Linked DNA regions of Sus scrofa: region 2 is linked to region 1. A link is a contact called in public HiChIP or PLAC-seq data. All regions are on one chromosome and are shown on one strand. Each heading gives the region's core, a stretch centred on a gene start, on an enhancer-like site or on the middle of the called end of the contact. The rest is flanking DNA. Distances are from core to core; before and after follow the strand shown.

Region 1 (4,215 bases), core at 1,274-3,773:
AACAAGCAGCTGAAATACTACATGGATGTGGAGCTCTGAATGCTCCCCCCACCAGTGAAAACTGGATATAAAAATATGAGATAAAGTGTTATTTTATGAAATATTAGTTTCTAATGATAGGGACAGTGTTTGCTACATTTAAAAATTGTTTTAAGGGACAGTTCTGGTTTAACAGGAAAAAAAACACAGATTTCCCAAAAGGTTTCCGTCTGCAAGGGCTGTGACCAAGCGGTGCCCCCTGGGGTCCATCCCTGGGTGGACGGCTCGTCCAGAAGCACCACCGACGGGTTTCCCAGGACGCTCAGCACAAAGCACAGCTGGAACCGCGTCTGTCACCCACCTGTGGGTGCGCAGAGGAGTCCCGAGCCCCACCCCTTCCTTCTTTTTTCCCCTCAGATAAGGTGTTCTCGGGAAGCTTCAGCTGGTCCTGCAGCTTGAGTGCATCCACCAACCTGAAGGAGATAAAGGAACGTTACAGGCTTCTGGACAGAAGGGAAGTTGATGGGAGAAACAGCCTCAGAGGACAAGCCTGGGGACTGGAACTCAGAAATGAGATGCTAAAAAACAAACAAAACAAAACAAAGCAAAACAAACGCTGGACCATCTTAAATTGGTCTGATCTTCCCCCAAAGATAACTTTTCCTTTTAAAGCAATGCAAGCACATTATTAAGATATACACATAAATTTTAGCCTTTTTGATTAATTTTATCAATGATTTTTTTTTCTTTCTATGTTTAACATGCAGAGAGCAACAATAACTCTTTGAAATCCAAGAAACCAGTTTCTAGTTGCAAATCTATCCGGTGTGGTCTGGGTCTTCACTGAGATCCCCTGCCCTGAGCTTCCCGGATGCCCCCTCTGCGCCCTGCCCAGCCCCCTTAGGTAGAGAACAGGTGTGGCTTCTCTGCGGGTCGGAGGCCGCTTTCCTCGGCCCTTTCAGGTGCTCCTCCACCATCACCTTGGGCCACAGCATTACAGGAAGGCCAGGGGGGCCCCTCCGCTGCTCCCTTTTAGTAGCACCTGCAGAGAAACGTTCATTCTCAGAGCCTGCAGCCTCTGAATATTTCCACAACATCCTTCTCTTTGTAGTAGGCTCGGTAATAACCTAGCAAAGGGGAAAGCATTCATTCTGAGCAGGAATACCCCAAATCAGGTTTATACAAAGATAGGACATCTACTGTGTTGAAAAATGAAATATCCCAGACTTGTTAGATCTTGCCTTTGTGGTTGAGGTCTTGTGATCAAACTTCTTCATCTTTGTCAGAATAAAGCACCTTAATTGTTCAGCACGTGGCTTCATTCACACCGCGTTATTATTTTTTTATTCCTCCTATGTCACAGACATTGCATAAAGAGATTTTCCAGAGGGAGCAGCAAGGTAACTAGAGTCCCTAGCCTCATGGAACTTAACCTACATTTGCTAACTGTTTAATTTTCTTAATCTTATCGTTATCTTTTCCTTTGTTGTATGGAAGTTTTAATGTTGCTATAATGAAACACCATAATTTTTGCTCTATGATTGTGTGTGTGTGTGTGTGTCCTGGTTTTGGGGGGCCTTGCCCTGCAGCACGCCGAAGTTCCCGGGCCAGGGATTGAACCCAGGCCACAGCAGTGACAACACCAAATCCTTAACTGATGGCCCACCAGGGAACTCCGTGGGTGTATCCTGTTTTAGAATCACTTTCCTTTCGGGACGTCAAAATACACTCTCCTATATTTTCCTCTATGACTCCTAAAGTATGTGTCACATTATGTCTTCAGCTCACCTACAGTTCCTTTTCGTATAAGGCACAAAGCAGTGATCTAAATTTTTCCTTAACATTTGTCAAGCTAATTGTCACAACACCATTTACGTAATAGCTCTTTTCTCATGGATTCTTTCTCGGGGGCTTCATTCTCATTTTCTGGCTTTCTGTTCTTACTACTGGTTTCTTTGCATATCCCTTCCATACTGACTTAATTACAGAGCTTCATAAGACTTGGTAAATGATTCCTTTATCCTTTCCTTTAAGAATTATCCTGGCTCCTCTGCAACTTTACCCTCTGTGGTTGACATTATGAGCTCATCACTTAACGGTATTTCTTCAGTGTTTATAGGTTTCTTTCCCCCCATTTACTTTCCTAAGCACTTACCTACAGTCCATTTCCCAGTGTCTCTGCAGTCAGGTATGGCCATGAAACCAAGACCTTGCCAGGAAATGTCGGCGGGAGTTTGTCCCTCTTCGTCTCCCTCACCTCTTCTTTCCTTCTCCCGCTCCTCCTTCCCACTGCCACCAAATGTTTGTTCTCTGCATCTGTGACTCTTTCTGTTTGTTCATTTGTCTTGTTTTTGAGATTCCAGATATAAGTGAAATTATACAGTATTTGTCTTTCTCTAACTTATTTCACTGAGCATAAGTGTCTCCAGGCCCATTCATATTGTTACCAATGGCAAGATTTCATTGCTTTTTTAAGGCTGGGTAAGATTCCATTGGATATGTGTACCACATCTTCTTTATCCATTCGGCTCATCTACGGATGGATACTTAGGTTGCTTCCATGTCTTGACTCTTGCAAATAATTCTTCAGTGAACATAGGGGTGCATATGTCTTTTCCAATTAATGTTTTTGTCTTCTTCAGATAAATACCCGTCCGGGAAAGGTGGATCAAAACCACAATGAGATATCATCTCTCTACTGTCAGAATGGCTGGTATCCAAAAGACAACGAACAGCAAGTGTTTGCGAGAATGTGGAGAAAAGGGAATCCTTATGCCTGGTGGGAGGGAAAGTAAACTGGTGCAGCCACTGTGGAAAACAGTACAGAGATGCCGCCTCTTCCAAATCTTTGCATCTTAGAAACATTTTGATAAGAAACATCTTAGAAACATTTCAGCAGTGAAATGTCATTCCTTCAGTGTTTAATCCTTACATTTTGGACATTGCTTCATAGCTATAATTTATTCTATCAAAGCCTGACATTTTTTTACTCTCATCTTGGCTGCTAAGAAAGAAACGTCAGCATACCTTAACTCTCCGTGGAATTCCCAATCCCTGTCATCCTGGTTATTACTGTATAAAATTTCAGTTCCACCTTCTCTGTTTGTAACACACACGAGCAGACATTTTACTACAGTCATAAGCTGCCTAGATGCATGAGCGGATGGTACTGGTTACCGTGGGAAGGCCGCATATACGGATGGGATGGGAAGAACTTCCCTCTGAAACTGAGATGCGGATGGGCTTTAGCTGGTAAAAACTCAGGTTCTGCTGACCTGTCTTCTTTAGCTTCCTGTCATTGATGATCTAGGAGAATAAAGACGGTGTGAATTAGAAAATGAGTGATTAGGAGTTAGCAGAAACAAGTCTGACTAGTATACATGAGGACTCAAGTTTGATCCCTAGCCTCATTCAGTGGTTAAGGAGCCGGCGTTGCCAAGAGCTATGGTATAGGCCACAGATGCGGCTTGGATCCCACGTTGCTGTGGCTGTGGTGTAGGCCGGTGGCTACAGCTCTGATTCGACCCTTAGCTCGGGAACTTCCATATGCTGAGGGTGTGGCCCTAAAAAGACAAAAAAAAAAAAAAAAAAAAAAAGAAAGAAAAAAAAGAAGAAGAAAGAAAAAAAAATAATAATGTGAGTGATTATTTTAGAGGTATCCTGAAAAGTGGATGTGCTCAGGTGGGAGAAACTGGAGATGGGGAGAAACAGCATTTAATATTTTGGAGGCTCGTTTACTAGCAGGACTGGGGGTGGTGATGTAGGAGAGTATGAGCCAGACCAGGGTAAAGAGCCTCCTAAATAATCTTCCCTGGTGAGGAGTGTCTGTTGCCATAGACACCAACCTCAGCCACTGTATGTCAGGCACTTAGGCAGAACTGCCCAAGGCATGGCTGGTTTCTGGCCAGTGAATACAGTTAAAAAAAAAAAAAAAAAGTGAGTGCATGCTTTTATAACTATTCAACATTTCTGTGACCCTACAGTACACTTTTTTTTATTTTTTAAAAAATATTGGTCTGCAGATTAGAAATGAAATAGCCCCTTACCATGAACAGTTTGAGAGATATTACTGGATAATGTACTGGCAGAGTAAGATTTTTTTCCAGAAGTTGACAGCCTGCTGGGCTGTGGTGGAGCTTGTTGACACAGAGACTTAGATGTTATTGTGACAGGGGTGCAGGTGGAGCTGTGTGGATGCCCTCGGCATTTGGCAGGACTGTCACTCTGTCCCTAAGA
Region 2 (4,215 bases), core at 1,089-3,588, 88 kb before region 1:
CTTGGGCAGAGACTGTGCCCTAGACCCTCAGAGCCTGTAAGCTTTCCTCCTTCTGCCTGAGGAACGCAGAGTTGAAGAACTCATCCTGAGACCTAGCAAGTTCTCAAATCTCCCTTAGCTTTCAAGTTTTGGCCAGGTTTTCATGACATTTGGAGGTCTGCAGACAGTCTTGCCCATCTGTGAGGCGTTTGTTTTCTTGATATTTCTGAGACTTGCTAACTTCTAGGATCTCTCCATTAAATTTCTAGCTGCCCTGAACTGAGTTCTCTGCTCTTAACAGAGTTGCAGGTCTTTGCTGGCAACTCCGAACTGAGCTCACCACCTCCTTTCTCAGGAAATGTAGTGGGTTCTGCTGCCGGAGTATGTGTGGAAGGGACAGAAACACTTCCAGGCAAGGATGCCGCCCTACGCATCACTGTTCTACCAGATACAGGAACACTTTTTTTGGTCTTTTTGTGGCCAATCCTGTGACATATGAAGAGTTCCTGGGTTAGGGGTTGAATCAGCCACAGCCACAGCCACAGCAACTTGGGGTCTGAGCCTCATGTGTAACCTTCACTGCAGCTGGTGGCAACACCAGAGCCTTAACCCACTGAACGAGACCAGGTATCGGAACCTGCATCCCCACAGACACTATGCTGGGTTCTTAACCTGCTGAGCCACAAGGGAACTCCCAGGAACAATTCTTAATGAGGAAAATCTTCACAATTTGTTGTTTTCTCTTGGCCATTTTTCAGCACCTTGAAATGGTTGTTTTTTGCAATTCTGTCCAGTTTTATACTTGTTTTCTATGAAGGTGAGACATCTGATTGCTCCATGATGTTTTTCCTGGAAGTCATCATCCAGTATCTCTTGGGTTCGTGAAACAAGACAGATGAATTTTTATGTGATTTCAGTTTTCGTACGTGAGTGTTTATGCATTTTATAGAAAGTAAGTTTTTCTTAATAGAATGTCACCGTTAAGGAGTTATTGTTTTATTACCTGTGGAGGCTATTTTTTTTCTTTCTCCTTTGTTTTGTGAAATATTCTGAACTGATAGATAGCTCACTCTCTTTCCCAGAGGGCTTCTGCAGCTGCAGTATTGTCAAGTGTTCGTTTATTGTGAAATCTGGCTGGCCAGATTGGACTAATTCCTTTGAGATACAGCTGTGGTCATTTTAATCATGAAAAATAATTTCATTCTCTTTTAAAGTCATTCTCATAAATGGTGTATCATTTTACACGTCCCTAAATTTTTATCCATGTTTTTCCTCTTCTCGATCATGTGTCTTTTTGGTATTGTTTTTGTTTTCGTTCTTCTGTTCTTTCATCCATGTCCTAATAGTCTGGTTCTACTTTATTTTTATTGTAAAAAAAAACCCCTTTAATCAAGATGAGATTAAATGAATAATAAATGAAAATATGCAGTAATTTAGCTATTTTCTTTTAAAATCCCTGTACATTTGAAGAGCATCCATTGTAGCTCAGAGGGTTAAAGACCCAATCTTGCTTCCATGAGGATGTGGGTTCAATCCCTAGCCTAGCACAGTGGGTTAAGGATTCAGCGTTACCACAAGCTGGGTGCAGAAGTGGCTTGGATCCGGTGTTGCCATGGTTGTGGCATAGGCTGCAGCTGCAGCTTGGATTCAGCCCCTAGCCCAGGAACTTCCATATGCTGCAGGTGCAACTGAAAAAAAATCCTTGTATGTTTAAGCTAAGAGGCATGTTCACTATATGGGGGAAGTGAAATCTAATGAATAACCCACGTTATGCTTTCTGCATCTGATTCTTACAAAAATCCCAGGAGAAGGGATGCATGGGAAGGAAGCCAGTGATCCCCTTGAAGGGGTTCAGGACAAAGCTCCCTGAAACATGCCTCCTTGGCACGCGGAATATCTTGAGCGGAAGGCAACCGAGACCCTGTGGTCTCAAGAGACATGTCTGCTCCTCCCTCAACTGCCTAGAAGAATTTAAAAAGAGGGTCTTTCCGGGATGAGAATAATTACCAGAGATTTTTTTTTCCGAGAAAGACCCTCCTGTGTGGCAGGGCAAATCTAATCATCCAACATCGGCTCTTCCTCAGTCATCCTGAGCCTTGCCCTGCCCCCCTTCGAAGCCCCGCACCCCCATTCCTTAGCTCAGGAAGGCGTCTCTCCCTTCTTTTACCCTCTGTCTTTGAACCTCTCATGTACGTGAAATTCTCATACGAATACAATTAAACTTGTTTTTCTCCTGTTGATCTGTCTCACATCAATTTATCAGACCAGCTGAAAGACTTTGAAGGGTAGAGGAAAATTCTTTCTCCCCAACAGCACCACCCTTGTCATCACAGAACTCAGGTCCGCCTTCTCTCTGTCCTTTGCCCTGCGGGGATTTCTTAAAGGAGCTGCGCTCTTCGACTTTGGGAAACACAGAGCATGTCTTCTTCATAACGTCTCTCTCTCTCTCTTTTTTTAAATATAGTAGATATGCAGCATAGAGTGTCAGAAATCTGTGTTTATCTGGAAATAGCAATCTCCCTGTATTTGTTTTTAAGGATCTCTGCTATTCAAAATCTGTTGTCAGAGGAAAGAAAGGATAAGGTCATTTACAAAGGAACCCACAGACTGTACAACGAGCAGGAACTGGATGTGACATTGCTTAGACAGCTACAACTAAACGCTCAGCAGCTGCAGTTTGCATTTTGCAATAAGTTCAATAGCCTCTCACATTGAATGGCCACAAACCACGGCCATACGCATTATATAAAAATGGTTCGGGTGACAGTTCTGAAAAGTAGGGGCTCTGGGAAGTTTTTTTGGTGTCCACCCCCCCATCCCCCATCCTCTGATTCTCTAGGCAGTTGAAATAATGATCTTACAGTTTGTCGGTCTTGGACTTCTCCAAATTGGACTGGGAATTGGTTTAGGTGTTCTCATGCCTCCCTACCTCTCCACCTGCTTTTCATACTTTCCCCTTGGTGACTTTTGCGTATTCCTACCCGTCCTGTGGGACCTACATTCAAGGAAACCTACTGCTGAAGTCTTTGCTTCAAACTTGACGCTCACTACCAGAAAGAACCAAGAGTCAGTTACTTGAATCTGCTACCATTGGTGTATTATGTAATTATGCTTGCACTCAGTTTTCCTGGGTATCTCCCATGTACATATGCATTATTACACTTCTGTTTGTTTTTCTCCTGTTAAATATGTCCTTTATTACTACAAGGGCAGGGAGAAAATTACTTTTCATCTCCTATACCTCAAGAAGTGATCGTCTCAACAGAGAAAAAATATGACACAGTAGTAAGTGTTAGAACAAAGAGAAGCAGGGGTTGTATTTAGTTAGTTAATTAATTCAGTAACTGTTAGCTGGTTGCCATTATGAGACAAAGACTGTTCCAGTCCAGGGGAAAACTATGGGTAACAAGACAGACAAGACCTCTGCTCTCAAGAAGACCGCCTTTAATTAGGGGGAGACGAGGCATGCACAAATAAACGAATAAACTAGAAAACTGGAGAAGAACAGGCAGGGCAAAGAGAGGGATGGGGAGCTACTTCTGACTGGGTGGTCACGGTGATATTTTTGAAGAGGAGACATTTAAGCCAAGACCTGAAGGATAATCGGGAGCCAAGCAGATGAATGTCTGGGGGAAGAAAGTTGTTGGCAGAGGGAATGCGGATGAAAAGATCCTATGGTAGAAGCAATCTTAGTGCATTTAAGAAACAGAAAGAAGATCCATGTGGCTGGCGTCTCGAGAGATGGGCAGAGGCCGCATCACATAAGGATCTGTGAGCCTGCACAGCACAGGGAGTTTGAATTTTCTTTTCATGCAATGGTAGGATTTGCAAAGGATGCTGGAGGACGTGATAGGACTGTGGCTGCCACACGGAGCATGAAACACAGGGTGTACGAGTGGTACAGGAGCAACCCAGGGGAGGCTGATGCAGAAATCTGGATGAGAGACAGTGCTTGGGCTCTGGTGACATCTGTAGATGGAAAGAAGTGGATGGACTGGGGGTGTAATTTAGGAGTAGAGTCAATCAGCTGAGGGGAAGGAGGGAAGAGAGAAAGCAAGGCAGCCCATAGGCTGACAACTGAGCTGGAGAAGGCTATGGGCAATATTAAGTGCTGATCTGAGACACGTTTTGTTTGAGATGCCAGTTAGGCATTGAACCAGAGAAATTAAGCAAGTGGTTGGATACGTGAGTGGAGCTCAGGGGAGAAGCAGGGGCTGAAGATATTTGAAAGACTGG

The links. HiChIP or PLAC-seq counts read pairs in DNA pulled down with a chosen protein or histone mark.
Region 2: a contact with region 1 is called in an H3K27ac HiChIP or PLAC-seq map of skeletal muscle. The contact joins the enhancer-like site here to the promoter of LOC100520512 in region 1. A contact is called at or near these places in 8 of 47 Hi-C or Micro-C datasets (alveolar macrophages, differentiating spermatogonia, epiblast stem cells and 2 more) and 1 of 2 datasets of contacts at active chromatin or transcription factors (skeletal muscle).

The regions. Positions count from the first base shown.
Region 1 is chr12:11,365,042-11,369,256 of Sscrofa11.1, reverse strand. LOC100520512 (ATP-binding cassette sub-family A member 8) reads right to left here and starts at 2,523. Exons shown (of 42, transcript XR_002337431.1): 1 at 2,135-2,523; 2 at 341-452. It overlaps ABCA6 (ATP-binding cassette sub-family A member 6), which reads right to left. Exons shown (of 36, transcript XM_021068088.1): 36 at 96-317. The coding sequence ends at 111.
Region 2 is chr12:11,452,559-11,456,773 of Sscrofa11.1, reverse strand. No RefSeq gene overlaps it. Among named protein-coding and RNA genes, the nearest start is that of FAM20A, 150 kb to the left of the region's middle. Within about 2 kb of position 2,338, at least 9 of the 83 cell types and tissues checked have an H3K27ac peak or open chromatin away from gene starts, as enhancers often do. A contact at or near this core is called in skeletal muscle, where this site is marked.